Regions from separate parts of the Mus musculus genome. Here region 2 is linked to region 1. Evidence: chromatin contacts called from public Hi-C data. All regions are on one chromosome and are shown on one strand. Each heading gives the region's core, a stretch centred on a gene start, on an enhancer-like site or on the middle of the called end of the contact. The rest is flanking DNA. Distances are from core to core; before and after follow the strand shown. Region 1 overlaps Ralgps2 (Ral GEF with PH domain and SH3 binding motif 2). Region 2 overlaps Gm30568 (a long non-coding RNA gene).

The links. A called contact is a pair of places that touch in the nucleus more often than the background predicts.
Region 2: a contact with region 1 is called in a Hi-C map of cerebral cortex, with 2.8 times the contacts expected there. The contact joins two enhancer-like sites. A contact is called at or near these places in 2 of 15 datasets of contacts at CTCF or cohesin (large pre-B cells and pro-B cells), 22 of 484 Hi-C or Micro-C datasets (B cells, CD4 T cells, the G1E-ER4 cell line and 14 more), 12 of 115 datasets of contacts at active chromatin or transcription factors (the HPC-7 cell line, astrocytes, bone marrow-derived macrophages and 8 more) and 1 of 9 other capture datasets (embryonic stem cells).

The regions. Positions count from the first base shown.
Region 1 is chr1:156,862,127-156,867,724 of GRCm38.p6, reverse strand. The region is part of intron 8 of Ralgps2 (Ral GEF with PH domain and SH3 binding motif 2); the gene reads left to right. Among named protein-coding and RNA genes, the nearest start is that of Angptl1, 26 kb to the right of the region's middle. Within about 2 kb of position 3,309, at least 34 of the 459 cell types and tissues checked have an H3K27ac peak or open chromatin away from gene starts, as enhancers often do. A contact at or near this core is called in cerebral cortex, where this site is marked.
Region 2 is chr1:157,073,715-157,079,312 of GRCm38.p6, reverse strand. All of the region lies in intron 1 of Gm30568 (a long non-coding RNA gene), which reads left to right. Among named protein-coding and RNA genes, the nearest start is that of Gm30568, 5.1 kb to the left of the region's middle. Within about 2 kb of position 2,057, at least 42 of the 459 cell types and tissues checked have an H3K27ac peak or open chromatin away from gene starts, as enhancers often do. A contact at or near this core is called in cerebral cortex, where this site is marked.

The sequences.
Region 1 (5,598 bases), core at 2,060-4,559:
GGAGACAGGTCTGGAACAGATTCAAATGCCCACCATTCTCAATTATGAGAATTGCTGGGGTTCCTTAATCAGCTCAACCTTATCAGTCTTTTCTGTCTGGTGACATGGTTCCATGAGCCCCACACCCTATTGAAGGCATAAGTAACCCAAAGCACCGTGTAGTTAATGATTACTGCATTGGGTTTTTTGGTTTTTGGTTTTTTTCAATCATAGCTTAGCTCCACCCATATTTAGGAATGTAATTTGAGGGAAAGAAAGAACAAAGGAGCTTTTAAAACCTTGTCTTGATGATCCGTAGGAGCATTAATAACCCTTTGTTACATGGGATCATTAGACTGAGAATTGGTGATTGTTGGTTCTAAGAAGGCTCTTCTATGCTTAATCCTTTATGTTTAGATTTCAGTCTCATTTCTTTTGGTGATGCCTTTAGTCCACCTACTTCAAAATTGAGAGCTAAGGGCCCTAGAGTGGAAACTGACTTACAGTCCTAAGAACTCATTTATGATATCCACAGTCTAATGGTATTCTCTAGCATGCTCCCAGTTATACCTGCTAAACTCACTAACTCAGAAACTTTCTGATTCTGTGATTGCCTTCTCACTGAATTGCTTTTCTGTATTAGATGCCTTAATTAGTTATCTTGTAGGGAAATTGTATTTAGGAGTGAGAAGAATGACAAATTAATCCCTGTGCTGTGCTTTCCAGGTCAGGGATCTTTGCTCTGTATGGTTTCTTAGTGGAAACATGGTGCAGAAGTTGAAGCTGTGTATGTGAGCATATATGTTTGTGTGTGCATAAAGTTGTGTATATTCATGAACCTCTGTGTATACAAAGGAAAGAAGGGAAGTTGCTGAGCAGAATGTGGAAAGGTTTTCTGTTGGAGACGGCCCCTTGTCTCCCTGTCTTGGGGCCTGAAACACTGCCATTCCTTTGAGTTAAAGCAGACAAGGCAAAACTCTGACATGAAGGTGTTGATTTGTAGAAAATACCAGAACCATTTTCTTTCCTGTATGCTCTCACATGACCCCGGGTTTCCTTTCTTCTTATATGTGCTTGTGTCTTGAAGTCTTACTTTTCTGTCGCATGCTTTTGACTTTACCTGAGGAGAAGGTCCTGTTGTTGCTCTCTTGCTCAGCATGCCGCTATCCCTCCTCAACCACATGACAGCATCCTGTAGGTTTTCTTCTGTATACTTCTCAGACTTCATCTTATTTTGCAATTAAGACGCTAGTTATTTTTGCTCTTGGAAATTCCTAAGCCTCTGGGCTTTGTTTCATTGACCTCCCCCACCCCAAATATGTAGTCATATAAAGATACCTGTCTAATTATTTTGCACTATACTCTTGAGTACAGTAGAGTGATCTTAGGATTTGCCATATATCATTTAATAACTTCGCTCTAGGTTGGGCCTGTATGTCTATCTACTTAATTTTAGAAACTAAATTGTCAACCTGAGATACTTACGTTGGCTCCTAGTTGAACATGTGCTTACGTGAATGCTTCCCCTTCCTGCAGAGCGATCCCAGTCTCATCTTCTATTTTAGTTCCCACGAATGTCATCTGTACACCATTTCTAAGCTGCTACCCATTACTTTGTTCTGTGAAGAACACCCATTCAAGAGTGAGAAGATACGGACCAGTTGACATAAACACTTGAAACTTGTCACATGACAAGTTATGACTTAAGTTTACTTTCCAGCTTGAGAAATGTTCTTCTCTTATAGGGCAACTTTGTTCAGTTTAATTTGTCAAGGCATACATACTTTTGTTTTGTTTTGTTTTTAAGTTTAGTTGTGTGTGCGTGTGCGTGTGTGGACGCTCTCCTAGATGCACGTTGTGCATGACAGGTTGTCAGATCCCTTGGAGCTCACTTTCCAGATGCCCAGCTTGTCACAGATGCTGGCATCCAAATTCCTACCCTCAGGATTTCACAGCCAGCGTTCTTAACCCCTGAGCCACCTCTCCAGCCCTTAGACTTGGTTCTTTTAAGAAAATATTGACGTAAACCTCATATGACTTATTTTACATTGTAGACAAATGGTTCGTTTTCCTCATTTGAGGTCTGTAGTAATGACGTGTGTTGAAGAAAGAAGATTTGCTGCTGATTTATATTCTATGCTGGTGTTTCATATTTAATTTCATTTTAAATTAATTAGGTCTTGATTTAACATTCCTTGGTTTTAGAATCCTACTCATGGGAAAATATACTTAGAACAGCTTCCAAAATGACTCTTAAGATTCTGTACATTTGATGGGGCAGAATCGACTGAAGATGTCTGGAAGCAAATACTCACTTCACTGTTCTTTTCATACTCAGTTTTCAATGCTTCCGTTCTCCCTTTTGTCTGTAGAAGTTCTTAGAGAAAAGATGTCATCAACCAAAAGGATCTTTAGTGCATAGAGACAGGGTAATCGGTGAACAGCTGCTTCCTAACAGAGGTGTTCTAATCCTCTAGTGTTTCAGGGTGGTGTTGAGGCTGTCGGTGGTCAGCAAGCTTAGTCCTGCCACACAGTCCTGAACCCATATCAAGGTGGAAAGAGAACCGTGCCCTCACTTCTACAGGAACACATGACACACCAGGCACACACGTGCTAATAATGCATTTTTAAGACTAAAAAACATTAAAAGTTAGTAATCAAAACTGATCATTCATTGTAAAGATTTTTCTAAAGGAGTGTTAGGGATTTATATAGTAATGAGATTCTTCCATATTGCCAAAAGTAAATCAACGTGTACTACATTTCAGGAAGTAGAAATTACTTTCCTGGCACCCTACTCCTCCTCCCTTAAAAATGGCCTCTTCTGTTGGTTTGCATTCAAGGCAAAAAAAGTGGAAAAGTGGTCAGTTGGACAATATAGTCAAGAAATCTCAAAACAAGGGTGCAGTTTGTGTAGAGAGGAATAGTTTGGCAAGTGTCAAGGAAAAATTGGTTTTATATGAAAGTTGTTGCTTTAAATCTGAAAACCATTAGCAGCATTCATTTGTCCTTGTCACTGGAGAGCAATCTTAAGGGGTTTGTTGAGGGATTTGGCATGGAAATTCCACTTCGCTGTGGAGAGAGAACTAGAACATTGCTCAAAAATAATTTAATTTTGTGAAACATGGTAAATACTTTTTCATGTGTATTTTCTAAACCTCGTTTCTACTTAATTCATGCCACAGAAAAATGCAGTAGTGTAACCAAATTAGAATATGTTCTGAGGAAGGCATATTTCTAGCACTGAAAGTGAGTGAGTTGTCACACGCTTAGGGAAGCAGAGCACAGAAGCTTTGGTAGCTCTCCAGCTGTGTGGTAGACAGCAAGTCAGTTGTTTTGATGTATGGAGATACAGTTCTCTCAGCCTTAAAGAGACAGCTCTTTCCAAGTCTCCCTTTCAATTACAGCGGAACTATCACATTTTCACTGAGGACTCTGTTGGAAGGATTGCCCTTTTGTGGTCTTTGCCCTGCAGGGTTGCTGTCCATCCACTCCCTTCTCTGTAATACCTTGTTCTGTCCAACCCACGCTGCAAGGCCTTCATTGTCTTTGGCTTGTTTTGTTGTTGTTGGGCTGGTTGTTTGGTTTGGATGGGAGGTTTTAGCATGTAAATAAAAGGAAATATTTAATAGATACTTGCCAATTCAAAGGATCCCTTTCTGGCCTGTTCATTTGTTCTATTGTCATACAGAACTGTGTTCATGTGGCATGTTTGCAGTTCTTTAGGTGCCCGTGGGTTGGGGGGGAGAAGTAGGAGAAGTAGAGGGGGAGGGCGCATGCCTCAGCTGGCAGCTGTACTTGCTCAGCACTGTATTTAGGGCTGCTGCTGGACACATAGCTGGGAATGCAGCAGCCCTATTCCAGGGTACATGCTACTGAACATGGCCTTAGGAACAAGGAATCTGGCAGTAACTACACCTCCTGAGTGGCTGTTTCTTATGTTAGAGGAGATCGGTATTGTTTCTCACAGTGGGTTTTTAATCCATCATCAAAGTTAACAAAAATTTTAAGGCATACCTAAATTTAAAAGAACCCTCAGACTATCTGGTTTTGTTTTGTGTTTTTCAGTTGTTGATCCCAGAATATAGTTTTTCAGTGTAGTGTTGGTGTTAGAAAAGTCTGCTATCCTATATGCAGTTCTTAAGGCTATAATTCTCAGTAATTTCTGTTCAGATATTTCAACAAGGTCCTGCTTCTTGCAGTTACTTTTGTTGTTTTGGGCTTCTGGGTGTGTTTGTGTGCTAGCAGGCCTTGAGTTCAGGATCTTCCCATCTGTTCATGCTATCTGTGTCCTATTTCCTGTCCCCTGTCCCCAAGCTGAGATTACAGGTTACACAACATAACTGATTTTCTCCCCTCCTTGTGTTGGAGATGGAACCCAGGTCTTCAAACATGCTAGACAGTCTACCACCAAGCAGCCCACACTGCCAGTCCCGTCCTATAGTTCTTTCTGTAAGGAACTAAAGAAATACTTGCCCTTTTCCTTTGATAAAATGTTATATACAAAAGTCACCGACAGTGATATCAAGATCTCTAATGGTGAGAAACATGTAGGTATCTATATTTTAAGAATTTTACTGCACTTTCATTTCTTTGGTTTAGTAAGTAATATATGCTCTGGATTAATTTTACTTATTTAAATGTTTATATTTACTCATTGATATTGAGAGTGTATACAGAAGTCAGTGGACAACTTGCTGGATAAGTTCTCTCCTTGTGCTGTGTGGAGAATAAACTCAGGGCATCAGGCTTGGCACCTGCTGTCCTTAGCCGCTGAGTCATCTTGCTGGCCTTTGATTATATATCATGTTCTAAGCCAGCAGTAGAGCACATTCCATCATTTTCTTGTGGATTCTGAGATTGAACTCTTAGCCAGTGGCACCTGGCTGTAGGTTTCTCCTTAGGCAGAACTGCAGTCTCCACCCCTCCACCCCCCCCCCCATCCCTTTGACCCTCACTCCTGTCAAGTACGTTCAAAGTCCCACTGATGTCCTTTCTGTTGTGAGGGTGGCTACTTTCAAAGACTTGTGACAGATGTCAGTTGGGGATGGAGTTAATTAATATTCTTGTGCTTATGGTTTTTTAAAAGAGGTTATTAAGCCAGTCTCTACTTCCCCTACTCTACCTCTCTGCCTTTCTACAATAAATGTCTAAAAACAAAAAAACAAAAACAAAAACAAAAAAACAAACAAACAGAAACAGATACTTAGAAGTGACTGCTAGCCACAAACAGAATTGCAGTTGTTGACCCTTTAGTAACGTGTTTTAATAACAACTAGGCATTCAACCATATGTGCCTGATATAATTATTGTTGTCAGTTCTTCTTTAGCTTTGGTTTGGTTTTTTTTCTGAGAGACAAGGTTTCTCTGGGTAGCCCTGGCTGTCCTAGAACTCGCTGTCATAATCACTGACAAGGAAAGCTCATGGGTCACTGTAAGCTCATGCAAACTTGGATAGTGTTCATCCAGGGCGGTGGAGGGGGTGCAGTCGTTAATAGTACAGATGGTACTTCAGCCACGTTTCTGCGAGCTCAAGAGCGAACCTGCACCAGCTGTGCAGTAGAGTAGAATCCATCCACAAGGTAGGGCAATTTGAAAGCTCATTTGTTTTCTATCTTG
Region 2 (5,598 bases), core at 808-3,307, 210 kb before region 1:
GGACATCATCAGGGGAAATCTGGCGACCTCAGTGAGGGAGACGTAGGCCCTAGGACAGACTGGCAGCAGGAGAGGTGGGCAAGACTAAGTTACAGAAGTGCAATAATTAAGATGGGACACAGAATGCTGCCAGGGGCTTGTTGCTAGTGCTGAAAACGGGTCTTCCCCATGACCTTTATGGTGCATATCCCCACTTGGATTGTACAGGATAGGACGTCTGCAACTGTGCGAGGAAAGGGAGAAGGGACTGACCTTCAGGACTCCCTTGCAAGGGTTCTTTCAAACACAGTGGCTAGAGAGATGGCTCAGCAGTTAAGAGTGAACACTGCTCTTCCAGGGGATCCAGTTCAGTTCTCTCCCAAACAGAAAGACAGCCGGAAGCCACGCAGCCCCAGGGAAAGGGTCCCCATGTGCTAGAGAAGCCATGTGGGTAGCGGAAACCGGGATGTGCAAGTCTTGTCTTCACACCTGGAGAATATCCGGAGAGAGGCAACACCTCACAGGTGAGAAAAGAGGTTCAAGGCTCTGAGTTCATCTTTCTGACCCTCACGGGGCAAAAACAACCATAAAACTGCAAAAATAACACTTGCGGGGTAGCCGGCCGAGAGGCTGTGCTCTGCACGCGTACGGCAAATGTCTTGATTCTTAACCCTCCAGGGAGACTCAGTTCTTGACTTGTGGAGGTCCTGCATCAAAGGTTGAGAAGTGTATTATGTGGCTGGTGATGGAGGCTTCCTTCCTGACTGATGCAGTCTCCAGAGTGGGGTGGGGCAGGGGCGTGTGAATGCTCTTAAGTCTGTATACCCATGAGACATTTGTGGAACAAGAGTAGTGTCTTCCTGGGGTCCTCTGAGGAGAACATTTCCTAAGCATTACCTCATCCCAACTCCCGGAGAACTGACAGGATGCCTAAGATTTGCCTCCATGCCATTGTTCTAGGCCTGGCATCCCCTCTACATCCCCACTAAAGGGTCGCTCTCCACAAGGATATTTACAAGGCATCTCTGAACACACTCAGACTGGAAGGTGTCACTCCTCTTTCCTGGCAGTGAAACCCATTCATTTCCCATCCTCCCTGACAGTTCTGTCTCAGATAATAACTCCCCTCTTTTACCAAGAGAGAGAACCGGGTGGGTGAGATGGTTCAGTGGGTCAAGGTGCTTGCTGCCAAAGCTAAAAGCTTGAGTTTGAACTCCCAGGACCTCCATGGTAGGAGAAGAGTACCACCTCTGAAAAGTTATCCTCTGACCTATACAGCCATGCCACCGCACACCTAAATGAATAAATAAGTCAATAAAACAAATAATTAAATAATTGTAGTTTGGCATTTTTTCAAAAGAGGGAGCCTGACGTAGCAGTACTCTCTTGTAATCTCTCCAGTTGATAGCTGTGTGACTTCATACAAACTTTCTGTGCCTCAGTTTCCTCACCTGTAGAATGGGGACAATAATACTTAGCTCATAGAAATGCTTTGAAATTTAAAGACTTAAAAACTGTGCAAAGGGTTTTGAATTTTATTCGGCTAACAGTGGGTGTCAGCTTGTTCTACTCAAAACACTCAGGACAATCTATCCCACCCGTCCTTTGATTCTTCTTCCCTTATTTACACACCCAAATTCACCAGCAATTTCCATTCTTCCGATTCGAACCTCACCTGACTCTACGACTTTCGCGCGCGCGCGCGCGCGCGTGTGTGTGTGTGTGTGTGTGTGTGTATGTGTGCGCGCGCGCGCACGCGCACGCGTTGTATGTGTTCATTTGTTTGCACGTGTATGCATGAGCACGTGAGAGGTCAGAGGTTGGGGGAAGAGCTTGGATCACTGGGGTGTACTCTTAAGGAGACCCAAGGTCCCCAGCTTTTGCCATGAGATGCCATGCTGCTTTACCACGGCCTCAGGACGCAGCCCCACCTCTGAGGGCCCAAACCTCTGAAACAGCAGAATGAGTCTTCCCGAGGCTCCCACCCACTGCAGAACTGGATACCAGGTGGAGTGGCGATCTAGGCCGGCTCTCCTCGCTGAGTGCCACTCTGGCCGCCAGGTGGCGCTGCAGCACACTGGGGTGTTGCAGAGATGCACTTGTGGCTGCCTGAGTTCCGGTGCCAGCTGGCAGCATCCTCCGCCTAGGAGAGGATTCCCTTCTTTTCACTGTTCCCGTAGGTAGGCAAAGTTAGCAACGTAGAATAACCCTTCTCTTCTTGAAGGCTGAAAAAGAAAAGCCAGGAGCCCTTGGCATGGCCACCCTTGCAGGAGGCAGGTGTGGATGAGTCGCTTCCACTCAATGGGCATCCAGGACTAGAGTAAAGGGCAAGGACGGCTTGGAGACTAATCGCTGCCTGTGTGTAATGTTTAACCCAGAGCCGCAAGCTTCCATGTAGTAATAGTAATAGTCCTGAAGACGTCCAACTCTACCCTGGGCTGCCAGTGAACTGGCCTAGGACATGGGAAGTAGTGAGAATTTGAAGTCCATTGACATAAGTGTCACTAGCTGTACTATTGGCATTACCGCCACTGCCGTTTCTTTTCCCTGGAGGCAAGGGGAAGGCGTTTCAGGAATAACATTGGTTTATTCCTAGCATAAGAACCAGAGGAATGATAGTGCTGTGTGTTCTGGGCCACTTTTTTTTTGGTTTTTCTAGACAGGATTTCTCTGTATAGTCCTGGCTGATCCTGGAACTCACTCTGTAGACCAGGCTGGCCTCGAACTCAGAAATCCACCTGCCTCTGCCTCCTGAGTGCTGGGATTAAAGGCGTGCGCCACCACGCCCGGCTCTGGGCCACTATTCTAATGTGTTGTGTCCTGAAGTATGCCCTGGGAGAATGCCAGGATCAAGGCATGCATGCAGTTCCGATATCGCCCACGAGGTGGCGCAGGCCCCTGCGCTCTGTCCTGGGATTACAGAATTGATTTTAGCTAGGCTGGGCCAGTGAGTTAAATCGAGCACTAGACAGGCGTTTGGGGTCGTAGGCAAGTGAAGAGCTGTCTCCGCCCCCCCCCCCCCCCTTGGATTTGAGTCTCACAGAACAGTCACGGAGACCATTAGTTTTCCCAGGCCTCAGATGGACCAGAAGTGGGTTCAGGAGGGTGATGGGGTGAGATGACACAGTGGATCTGTAGTCAAAGCTAGACCTTAGGGTCAACTTTTGCTTTGATCTCTTGGCTGTATACCGCTTACTTCCAGAGCACCATCTCTGGGTTCTGACGCTTCTGGATCCATTTATAGCCTTTTTGTCCCCTTCCTGAGCCCTGGCAGTTTCCCCTCCTCCCCCTCCTCCCCCTCCTCCCCTTCCTCCTCCTCCTCCTCGCCCTCTTCCCCCTCCTCCCCTGCTTGGCCTCTCTGGTCAAGTGAGTGAGCCCGTCAGAAAACAGTATCCTTATTAGTGTTGAGACCTCCAACACCAGACAAATCCTGCTGTAAGGAAATCCCCGCTCCCTCCCATTCTCAGAACCTGTGTCCTGGGACTTCAATTCTTTTTCTTAAGCGCAGTTTTGCTCTGAGCCAGAGGTGTCTCCTCCAGTTCTCTGAGCCTCAGAAATCCCAGACCTCAGGGCTGTCAATCACTATTTCTTTATTCAGCATACCTTTTGAGGAATCAGAATAGATTCCTCCACCCCAACCCCGTTGGGTAGCGGTGATGGAAGCTAGGGTCTTCTACATGCTGGATAAGCTACAGTCAGCTACAGCCTCAGGCCTTGACTAATAAAGATTGATTTATTTAATGTATGTGAGTACACTGTCACTGTCTTTAGACAACCAGATGAGGGCTTTGGATCCCAATATAGATGGCTGTGAGCCACCATGTGGTTGCTGGGAATTGAACTCAGGACCTCTGAGAAAGTAGCCACTGCTCTTAACCACTGAGCCATCCCTCCAGCCTGCGATTTTTTTTTTTTTTAATTAGAAAATGCCTCAATATCTTTATCTATGGGTAAAAGTTTACAGTCACTTGTCTGGGTACTTTTCTCTCGCAGCGTGCTCTTCCTTATAGAATAGAAGGTTGGCTGATGAGCCAAGACTTCCAGTCTGGGGGTTTTATTTTTTGCATGATGAAAGCAATGTGGTATCATGGCCCTGCTAGCACAAGGAGTGATCTCTGGGGAAATGAGTCACCAGCACCTCCCTCCGGGTGGCTGTCCTCCCCCACCCTGGGGACGGGATGCACTGTACAGGAGGGAATCTTTGCAAGGCATTAACAATCTGGAGACAGAATGCAGCAACCAGGCCAGCCTGGCCTGTTGTTTTCACGCTTTGAGGGAGAAGTGAGAAATGCAAACCGGTCTCTTCACCTTCCCCGCAAATACAGGGCAGCCTTGCGCTAAGTCTCCTCTGATTTCATCTCCCTGGACACAAGCTGCCCAGTCGCACAGAGTCAAATCCAAACAAAAGATGACCGTCCATGCAGCTCCTCGAGGACCGGGGTTCTCTGAGTACATCGAAAGCAAGGGGGTGGGGGTGGGAGGTGGAGGGGAGGGGGTTGGGGGTGGGGAGGGGCCACGCCCAAGTTCTCACTGTGTCTAGAGACCCCTGGTCACACAGGCGAGGTACAGTTCAATCATACCCCAAAATTGGTTTTAAAGTTAAATTAGGTGTTGGGGCTTCAGGAGAGAGAGAGAGAGAGAGAGAGAGAGAGAGAGAGAGAGAGAACGAGCGAGAGCGCACGGCTGTCTCTGGTTTAAGGGCGCTCAGCTTGCTAAGGCTGCAGAAACTACAGAGAATATGTTTCCTGGCTCCCTCCCAGGCCACGGTCTCCTCAGGCCCCACCACAGGACCACACCTCCCTGCACTGACATACTGCTAGGTGCCAGCCACATACCCAATGCTTTAGTTCCCACAACTATCCCAGAGTTCTTGTCTGCAGATGAAGGCCAGGCCAAAGGATGCTTCTATTTGTCACCTCCATCAGATTAGTCTGTAGGCAAGCCTGTGGGGGCATTTTCTTTTCTCTTTTCTTTTCTTTTCTTTTCTTTAAAGATTTATTTTATTTAATTTATGAGTACATTGCAGCTGTCTTCAGACACACCAGAAGAGGGCATCAGATCCCATTACAAATGGTTGTGAGCCACCATGTGGTTGCTGGGATTTGAACTCAGGACCTCTGGAAGTGTTCTTAACTGCTGTGCCATCTCTCCAGCCCAGGCATTTTCTTGATTAATGATTGATGTGGGGTAGCCCAGCCCCTCTCGGGGTGGTGCCCCTCCCTGAACAGGTGGTCCTGGGTTGTATAATAAAGCAGGCCGAGGAAGCCATGGGGAACAAGGCAACGGGCAGCATTCTTCCATGACTTCTGCTTCAGTTCCTGCCTCTGGTTCTGCCCTGATTTCTCTTGGTGATGGACTGTGACAGGGACGTGTTAGCCAAATAAACATTGTGCTCCACAAGTTGGCTTAGGTCTGTGTTTTATCATAACAACAGAGAACCAAACGAGGACAAAGGCTGGCAGACTGGCTCCAAGTCACAGTGTCACACTAACTGTGCTGTCCTTCACCTGGGTGTCCTGGGTATCTGGGACATCAAGCATGATGGTGGGTAAATGTGTAAACAGTGGAAGAGCCTGTCTAACTGCAGTGACTCACGGTCCACACCCTCGCTGGTCCATC